2 separate regions of the Sus scrofa genome follow, and region 2 is linked to region 1. The links are chromatin contacts, called in public Hi-C maps. All regions are on one chromosome and are shown on one strand. The core of a region is the stretch at or near the end of the contact, and the rest is flanking DNA. Distances in the headings are between cores, read along the strand shown. Region 1 holds the start of EHD4 (EH domain-containing protein 4). Region 2 holds the start of JMJD7 (jumonji domain containing 7).

The links. Hi-C and Micro-C count contacts between places; a contact is called where the count stands out from the background.
Region 2: a Hi-C map of embryonic fibroblasts shows a contact between it and region 1, with 2.1 times the contacts expected there. The contact joins the promoter of JMJD7 here to the promoter of EHD4 in region 1. A contact is called at or near these places in 2 of 47 Hi-C or Micro-C datasets (embryonic fibroblasts and heart right ventricle) and 2 of 2 datasets of contacts at active chromatin or transcription factors (alveolar macrophages and skeletal muscle).

What each region holds. Positions count from the first base shown.
Region 1 is chr1:129,372,445-129,376,952 of Sscrofa11.1, reverse strand. EHD4 (EH domain-containing protein 4) reads right to left here and starts at 2,438. Exons shown (of 6, transcript XM_021097351.1): 1 at 2,038-2,438. The coding sequence starts at 2,273.
Region 2 is chr1:129,531,899-129,536,093 of Sscrofa11.1, reverse strand. It overlaps JMJD7 (jumonji domain containing 7), which reads left to right and starts at 2,808. Exons shown (of 8, transcript NM_001204244.1): 1 at 2,808-2,872. The coding sequence starts at 2,809. It overlaps MAPKBP1 (mitogen-activated protein kinase-binding protein 1), which reads left to right. Exons shown (of 32, transcript XM_021097365.1): 32 at 142-2,559. The coding sequence ends at 369.

The sequences.
Region 1 (4,508 bases), core at 1,189-3,688:
AGTGACTTCTGGATAAGGCAACTCCTTCCTCACCCTGGTGTTGCACATGGGTCTCTGTTGCCTCCTGAGAAGTGGTTCATTTGGATGGAGTTGCCAGATCTTGAAATTTTTCTTCAAACTATGCTTAGCTATTCCACAAAACTCCCCCAAATGATGAAACAAAGAGAAGAGTGGGAAATAATATAATGAAATAGTAAACTGGGAAAAAAAAGATCAATTCATGTTCCTGTGGATTTGTTCTCCTGCCTCAGGCTTGCTTGTTAGCCAGTCTGTGGGAGCAGAGAGAGGGCCACATCACATCCAGATTAGCAGTGTCAACAGCAGCTCCCTGACCCCATGATAAAGCCCCCACCACAAGGACAGAGGGAAGAACAACCTGGGGTGCTGTGAACATGCCACCACTAATGTCTGAGACTACAATTATAACAATGCTACCTTCTTACCCTTTATCTGTATATTTCCAAGAGTAGGTCCACCTCCCCCTCTTGTACTACTTGGTCATAACACTTCATTGGCCCATATACTTAAAAACTGGTTAGTATTATAGAGATCTTAAAGGTAGTGTCTATCATCTTTCAAGGTTTCAATTATTGTAATATTCCTATGGTTCATTCTGAGTGTTGGCGAGGTGACAGTTAATATTCTTTTCAGCCTATTAATAAGTATCAAATAAAGCAATTCAAAATTATTTTCTTCACATTCAATTTACTGTCTAGAACTATATTTCAATATAATATATTTGCTTTGTTGAGTTCATTCATAGTATCTCTGCAGACCTGGATTGAACATATTTTCTGTAGTGACAACTACTCTATTTGTAGGAACTATTTAGGTCACTGGAGTGGAGGAAAAGAGGCCGCTACTAAATAGAAATGGCTTGTATCCAAATATAGCTGCAGTTTTCTGAACACCTGTTGAACATCAATGAAGAGACTGTTACCATTTCAAAAGCCATGGGCCAAAACCTTAAATTAAATGATCAGTCACTTTGTTTCAACTGACACAGAGTTAAAACCAGGAAAATAAGTCTCCCAACCAAAGAAAGTTAGTGTTAATATACCAGCTGCTTTAAAAATAAAATAGTCTCTTCAAAAGGCAATCTGTTTCCACATAAATTATTTCCCATCAAAAATCACTTCTGGAACTATATGATTTGAACTGTCAAGGCATGCACAGTAATTGTTTGCTTTTAGAGACACAGCAAGCATGACAAATATTTTCAGTTGTCAAGGGCGAGGGAGGAGGGAATGACCCATCTAAGAAATGGAAACTAACGAATAGTAACATGACACTCCCCCTTAGTTCCACTGAGCGCTGGCGCGGCTGCTCCACACAGCTAACTTCCTGTGGCAGGATAAAGGGAGGCTGTGCAAGTGTAGGATCAAGGCGGCCTCTACCCCATCTCCCAACGCCCAACCCCGTGGTGGGGGGGCAGCATGGAAGAACTGCAAGGGAAGGGGGCGGGCAATATTCTGTTTTCATTCATTCATTCATTCATTCATTCATAATAAAGTTATACGCCGGGCACTGTGCTAGGGGTTTAACTTTGCCAGTTTGACTCATAACACATTCTGATATCCCACACCTCTGTCCCCATTACCAGCCCTGGGCCTCACTCGCTCATCAGGAAAGTGCTTATTGTAGCCTTGCTTTCCTTCCCTTTTCCGGGTCCCCGGGCTATGGTGACAAGATAAAGCTAGCCAGAGAACTGCCTTTCCAAAAGCAAGGAAGGAGGGCTCAGAGTTCGCGGAGGAGTTCCGAGGACACTTCAGGCAGCGTCCCTACTCCGGCGGCCGCGCCCCAGGCGGGGCTTCGGACACCCGGGCACCGCACTCAGACAAGGAACCTGTGGTCACGCCGATGCTGGAGGAAGAAGCAGCTACGAGAGGGGTCCTTCAAGGGGAAAGTGGGCACAGCAGGAGGTCCGAGGACGGCGAAAGGCTAGTGACAACACGCACACACGTGGGGAGGACCGTCTCCACGTAGGTGGTGGGAGACGGGTCCAGGCAGGGGTGAGAGGCGGGCGGGGACGGTTACCTGATAAAGGTGGTCTTGCCGGTGCTGTACTGGCCCACCAGCAGGATCATAGGCTTGTTCTCAAAGTCGGCGTCCTCCAGCGCGGGCGAGTGGAACTCGTGGAAGCGGTACGCCTCCTCCAGCGGTAGCACCTTGCGCAGGTAGAGCGAGCGCAGGCCGCCCGTCACCGTCTGCACGGCGTCCGCGCCGCCCGCGCGCTCCCGCCCGCCTGCCTGCCGCCCCATCCAGCTGAACATCCTGACGCCGGTCCACCCGTCCGAGCCCCGCGCTCGCCCTCTCGGTCCTGGTTCCGAGCTCCGACCCTCCTCCGGGTTCGACCCTCCCCGGCAACACCGAGCTGCCCTAACCACGCCCGCCCGGACTGGTCTCGCCTCGCGCCGTTTTAGCCAATCCCCGGTCGCTACGTCACGTGAGCTCGTTCACTATTCAGAAGAGCTCTCTCAACTCGTTCCTCATTGGGCCGCTGCCAGCGCGGGTGGAGGCGCTAGCCAATGGAGAGGAGGCTCTTAATGAATTATTGATGACGGAGACCTTCGGAAGGACTGGGCGGGGCAGAGGGTGTTTCTCGAACCCTCAGGCACAGACTGACCCGCCGAGGGGCCTGCTTGGGTCGCCGGGGCTCCACCTCTGGCCAGGTGGCGTCGGCTTCCGGGCAAATCTGAGCTGGTAGAAAACAAGCCTGCAGAGGCTGCTTAGTCTCCCGGAGCGTTTACTCATCGCAGCCCTATGGACGTCGACACTAGGGGCAAAAGTTCAGAAAGTTGACAAACAGGTTCTTTCTACCCACTGGCAGGTTATTATAAACCTCGTTTTAGTTGTGAAGACACATAATTGATAAAATTTGAAGTAAGGTACGCAGCCTCAATCTACCTAGGTAGATGGTTCTCCTACATATCCACAGCTGCCTCTACTAAATTCTGGCTCCATCGAAGGCCTTTTGCCCTTTGTTTTCTTTAATTTTCTGTAAAATCGAAGATTTAGTCATCATCCTCATGATTACAATCTATTTTCCACACATTGACATGAAAAGAGTTACTGCTACCTTCTAGCCAATCTCTTTTTCAGGTGAAAAGGACACATCTAAATTGAAATTAGAAGAAATAATCAGCCATCATTTTTGGTACCCTAGGTTACAGTTTTAGAATAGTTCTCTGTTGTTTTAGAGAGTTTCTCAAGTGTGGTGGTGGTGAGGCACCTCGGATGCTTGTTAACATGCAGATTTCTGGTCATCACCCCAGACCTTCTGAGTTAAAACATTGAGGAGGAATGAAGCTCAACAAGCAGCCCCAGGTGATTCTGTGTACCTTTACTTTGGGGAAAGAGGATGCACTACAGTGCTTGTCAAACTTGATAGAAATGCAGATTCTGAATCAGAGTATGGGATGGAACCCAAGGCTGCATTTCTAACAGTCTCCCAGTTCTGTCAATGCTGCTTTTCCATGGATCATACTTTGAGTACCAAAGCTGTGTGGAGCAAACAGGATTTGTCATCAAAAGAACTAGGTTTGAATTCTGACTATATAAACTAATGGCTATGTGACTTTAAATGCAATGAGTTTCCTCGCTGCCTCTGTTTCCTTGTTTGTAAAATGGGAACTCCTTTAGAGTTGTGTGGATAAAATATTTAGAGGGAGCTATATGTAACCAGGGAAGTGAAAAGAAAGCCAAGAGAAAATGAAGTTAGATGTCTGCTTTATGTTAAAATAAAGCAAAGACTGAAATGTCAAAATGACACCACAGATCTACTAGAAGGAGAACTACTACTTCAGAAGCTACTGAAGATTTGTAAAATTTTGGAAGGGAAAAGCCTAATTAAAATAAAAGAAAAATTATTTTAAAAAGGTAGGTTTCTCAACAAAAAAGTAAAGCCTTCATTGTTTTTTTAAGTACATAAAACACAAACCCATATAAACATACTCTTGCCATGGGATCCAGAAATTGCTCTTCTTGGTATTTACCCAAATAAGTTGAAAACTTATGTCAACACAGAAGCCACACACAAATATTTACAGAAGTTTATTCCGAAATGTCTCAACTTGGAAGCAACTAAGGTGTCCTTAACTAGATGAATGGATTAACAAACTGTGGTATGTTTAGACAGTGGAATATTATTCAGCTAAAAAGAAATGAGGAGTTCCTGTTGTGGCTCAGCGGTTAACGAACCTGACTAGCATCCATGAAGATGCCGGTTTGATCCCTGACAGTGGGTTAAGGATCTGGCGTTGCCTTGACCCGTGGTGTAGGTCGCAGACTCAGCTCAGATCTTGTGTTGCTGTGGCTGTGGTGTAAGCTGGCAGCTGTAGCCTGGATTGGACCCCTAGCCTAGGAATCTCCATATGCTGTGGGTATGACCCCAAAAAGACAAAATAAAAAATAAAAAATGAGGAGTTCCCATCGTGGCGCAGTGGTTAACGAATCCGACTAGGAACCATGAGGTCGCGGGTTCGGTCCCTGCCCTTGCTCAGTGGGTT
Region 2 (4,195 bases), core at 1,559-4,058, 160 kb before region 1:
CACCTAGCAGGGGCATGCAGTCCCTAGATGCCCTCCTTCGGGGGCAGCTAGACCCACGGGGCAGGGGGGCTCCCTTTTATACATCTGTTTTGATAGTCCCCTCTACTGTTCATCCAACTCACTTCTGGGTTCTCGTTGCAGGTGGCCAGCTGCAAGACACCCTCTGCGGAGCAAAGTCGCATGACCCAGCTCCTGAGAAACACCTTCTCTTCAGTGCGGCAAGAGCTAGAAGGCCTGGCTGGGGCAGTGATGTCCAGCCCGGCCGGAAGCCCTGGGGCCGTGGGGGCTGAGCAGACACAGGCCCTGCTCGAGCAATACTCAGAGCTGCTGCTTCGAGCCGTGGAACGGCGCATGGAACGCAGACTCTGAGGTCCAGAAGCCTGTCTCAAGTGAATGCTCCCCCTATTTGATGTAGCCTCTCTTCCACTCCATCAAAACTTGTGGGGATGCTTGGAGTGGAGAGCAGGGATCAGTGCTCAGAGAGGAAGCAGCTCTCCCAGCTGCTCCTCGTGGGGCCCTTGTATTTATTAATTTATTTCCCTGACTGTTGCCTCACTTTCTTGGAACTCCTGCCTCCACAGCCCCGCCAGTGGCTCATGCAGGGGTAGGTCTTGGATCTTTGTCATCTTGGTGCTGTGAGGAGTAGGAGGGCAGCCTGCCCCCTCTGGGGGAAATCAGGAAAGGCTGGCCCTCTCTTCTTAGAAGCCATTTGAAATTACTGCAGGGATCAGCTCCCTGGGGTGGAGCACACACAGGGTATTCAGTGGGGTAGAGGTGCGAAGTCGTCTGGTATCCGTGCCCTTTAGCCAACAGCGGAGCGTCACCTCTACCTCCACTCCCCCCCACACCAGCTGCACTCCCCTGGCTGCCAGGGTGGGGGTTATCTGTTTTCCCCACCTCCTAGCAGTTCAGAAAGGCGAGTCCTCTGGCCCTCCGGGGCACCAGAGCTCCCAGCCATCAGGAGGCTTGAGTTGGTATCAAGGCCTGAGCCCCCACATTCCACTCCCATTCCCCCTACAGAGGGTCTTAGCATTGTCTCTTCCGGTGCCCCCTTTCTCCTGGCCGGAACTTGTGATGCCAGCTATGGGACATTGCTGCAGGACAGTAAAGCCCTCTGCTGGGCAAACAAGAAGCCCTGGCCTACCTTTCCTCAGCCCCTTGGCCTTCCCTGGCCTCCAGCCCTGGTCCCCAGCAGGCTGCTGGAGCCGAGGCCACCTTCTCCCCATGTCCTGAGTGATGCTTAGTCAGAAGTCTGTGTTGGAATGTCCCTTATGGTTTACAGGGCACTGGCCCACCTTCTAAAGACCTTGGCCACAGGTGAAGTAACACACACACACATTGAATGTTCACTGTTAGAGCACTTGGCTGGCTGATGTGCACCTGGTTTCCTCTCATGTCCTGCCCTAGCTTCACCATCCTGTCTCTTATCAAAGAACATGAAAAGGGATGGAACACACTGAGTTGCATCCCTTTTCATGGAAGCCTGAATTTTGGATTCTTGGTGTCCACAGCCTAGCTGATGTGAGATGGCCCATAGAGTGTCTGGCTTGGGTAGAAGGAGCCTCCCCAAAGACAGCAGTGGGTGCTAGATACTGGAGGTTGAGGAGAGGGAGGCACATGGGACTGCAGCAAGGGCCAAGAGACACACTGGAAAGGTGGTAGGTGGGACAGGTAAGTGGTAGAGGTGAGGGGATAGATTAGAATTAGAAGGGCAGATTTGGGGTGTAGGGGAAGGAGATAGGGCACAGTGGGCAAGTAGATAGAGTAGGACCAGGTGGTGAAGCAGTTGTTGAAGAGTTGGGGTGAAGAACATGTGTCTCTGGGCCCAACTGCTTCCCTCTGCTTCCGGTAAGTCAGGGTAGCTCTACTGCAGCTCCAGGCCCCAAAAGCCCATTATCCCCACGGACTGGCCTTTGGGCCTTGCTGGCTCTAGAGGTGGAGGCTTAGAATGAAATTGGATTCTGAAGCATGCACAGCTCTGTTTCTGTCAGGCTGCGTGCACCTGAACAGGTGAAAGCTGTTTCACCCTCACTATTCTCTACTACCACCACTTGCATGGCCAAGCTGCAAAGAACTGGCCTGAGAATGCTCACTAAGCTGAGGGTGGATCCCGGGCAGGGCTGCAGCTCCCTTGTCAGAGTTAGAAACCCACTCCTACTGTACCCCTAACCTGCACACCAGCCGCCCACTCCAAGTGGGGATCTGAGCTGGGTTTTTCGCCATCCAGTCTCTTTCACGAGGAAGGAACTACACTCCTGCCAAGGTTTGTGAGGAGGTGGCCGCCCTTTCCCTACCCACAGCCCGGCGCCGGGGGCGTGGGGGTGGGGTCTTGTGGCCGGCGCTCATCCCCTTCTGCATGTGTGAGGCTACCGGCAGCTGTCACTGCCCCCGTTCAGATTTGCCCTGACCCAGTTTCGAAAGCCCCTTATTTATAACTTTTATACTTTGTCCAGGCCGTGGCGCTTCCCTCCTCCCCAGGTCTCAAGGGGCAGAGGCTATTTTTAACATGTCCGTTTGTATTGATGTATGAACTCATCAATAAACACAATCATTTGCTAACTAGGATGCCTGCGAGTGAGGCAGGCGAGAGAAGGCGCAGTGTCCCGTCAGGTGGGGTGGAGTCAGTCGTCTGAGGAGGTGGGGATTGGGGGTGTGGGGGAGGCTGGAGGCGCAGACTTCATTGGCGGAGAGTGGAGGGGACGCCGCTGGGAGCCTGGCGGAATGCGTGAGCCGCAGGGAGGGGCGGGGCCTCGGAGCGGAGGCGGGGCCTTAAGGGGAGAGGGCGGAGCCTCGGGCGGCAGCGGCGTCATGGCGGAAGCGGCTTTGGACGCCGTGCGCAGGGAGTTACGAGAATTCCCGGCTGCGGCGAGAGGTGAGTTGGGTGGCTGGTCGACCGACCTCCGAGCAACCTCAAGACCCTGGAGGGACTTGCTGGGAACCGGGTCCCAGACATTCTGTCGTGGCCCTTCCCACCCTTTCCTGTTGTGAAGGCTTTAAGGTGGTCGGTTCACTCTCTTTGAACTCTACTCTTCACTCAGGAAAAGACTCCTCCAAGCTGGGAGCACTACAGACTTTTTGGGAGGATTGGAGGCGGCTGTGCTGGTGATCCCTGGCTCTTCCTCTGCTGGGTTTTTATTTTTCTCCCTCTCTACCTTATTTTCTTTTTTCTATTTTCAAGTAGTTTCTTATCACCGAATAGTAACACAGGGACCTGGTTTAAAAAACAGCGGACTCATCTTGCTGGTCTCTGCCTCCGCTCATATTGTTCTTTTGACCTAGAAGCCTTTCCCGTAAAGCCCCCAAACCTATTCAGTTCTTCAAAACCAACCTTTAATCCTAACTCTGTCCTAGAAAATTTCAGCCCTAATTGAGCTTCCCTATCACTGAATTCTATTATCTGTTTTCCCTTTTGCAACTATTATATACCTTCTGCTTTACATCACTTGTCACTTGTACATGTTAATCTAATATACCCAACTAGACTGTAAACCTGACCAGAACAAGATATACGTCTGCTAGACATCTCCAGCATCCTTCAAAGAAAACAATAAAGGAGCTAAAAATAAATATCTATTAAATAACAGCAGACTTATAAATTCCCTCCCATCCCAGGCTCCAGTGTGCCTCATCCAGAAGTACACTGTTAATATCCACACCCACGTATGACTGACTGTATGTCTCCGTTTTTATATAAATGGTTGCCTGCTAAGCACACTCTTCTGTGTATCTTGAAAATCATTTCATATCACGCTACCTCAGTCTTTTCCACACCTGTTACTAGTGTTGCAGTTTACTTAGCCCACTATTGGTAGGCATTTAGGTCATTTCCAGTTTATTTTCAATACTGTAACGAATACCTTGAGTATTTAACAAGTCCTTAGTAAGCACTAAGTGTGCCAGGCTCTGTTCATTATGTTTAGGCTTTATCACTTATATCACTGAACAAAACAAATCTCTACCCTCGTAGAGCTTACATTCCTTTTTTTTTTTTTTTTTTTTTTGCCATTTCTTGGGCCACTCCCACAGCATATGGAGGTTCCCAGGCTAGGGGTCTAATGGGAGCTGTAGCTGAGGCCTACGCCAGAGCCACAGCAATGCGGGATTTGAGCCACGTCTGCAACCTACACCACAGCTCATGGCAACGCCGGATCCTTAACCCACTGAGCAAGGCCAGGGACCAAACCCGCAACCTCAT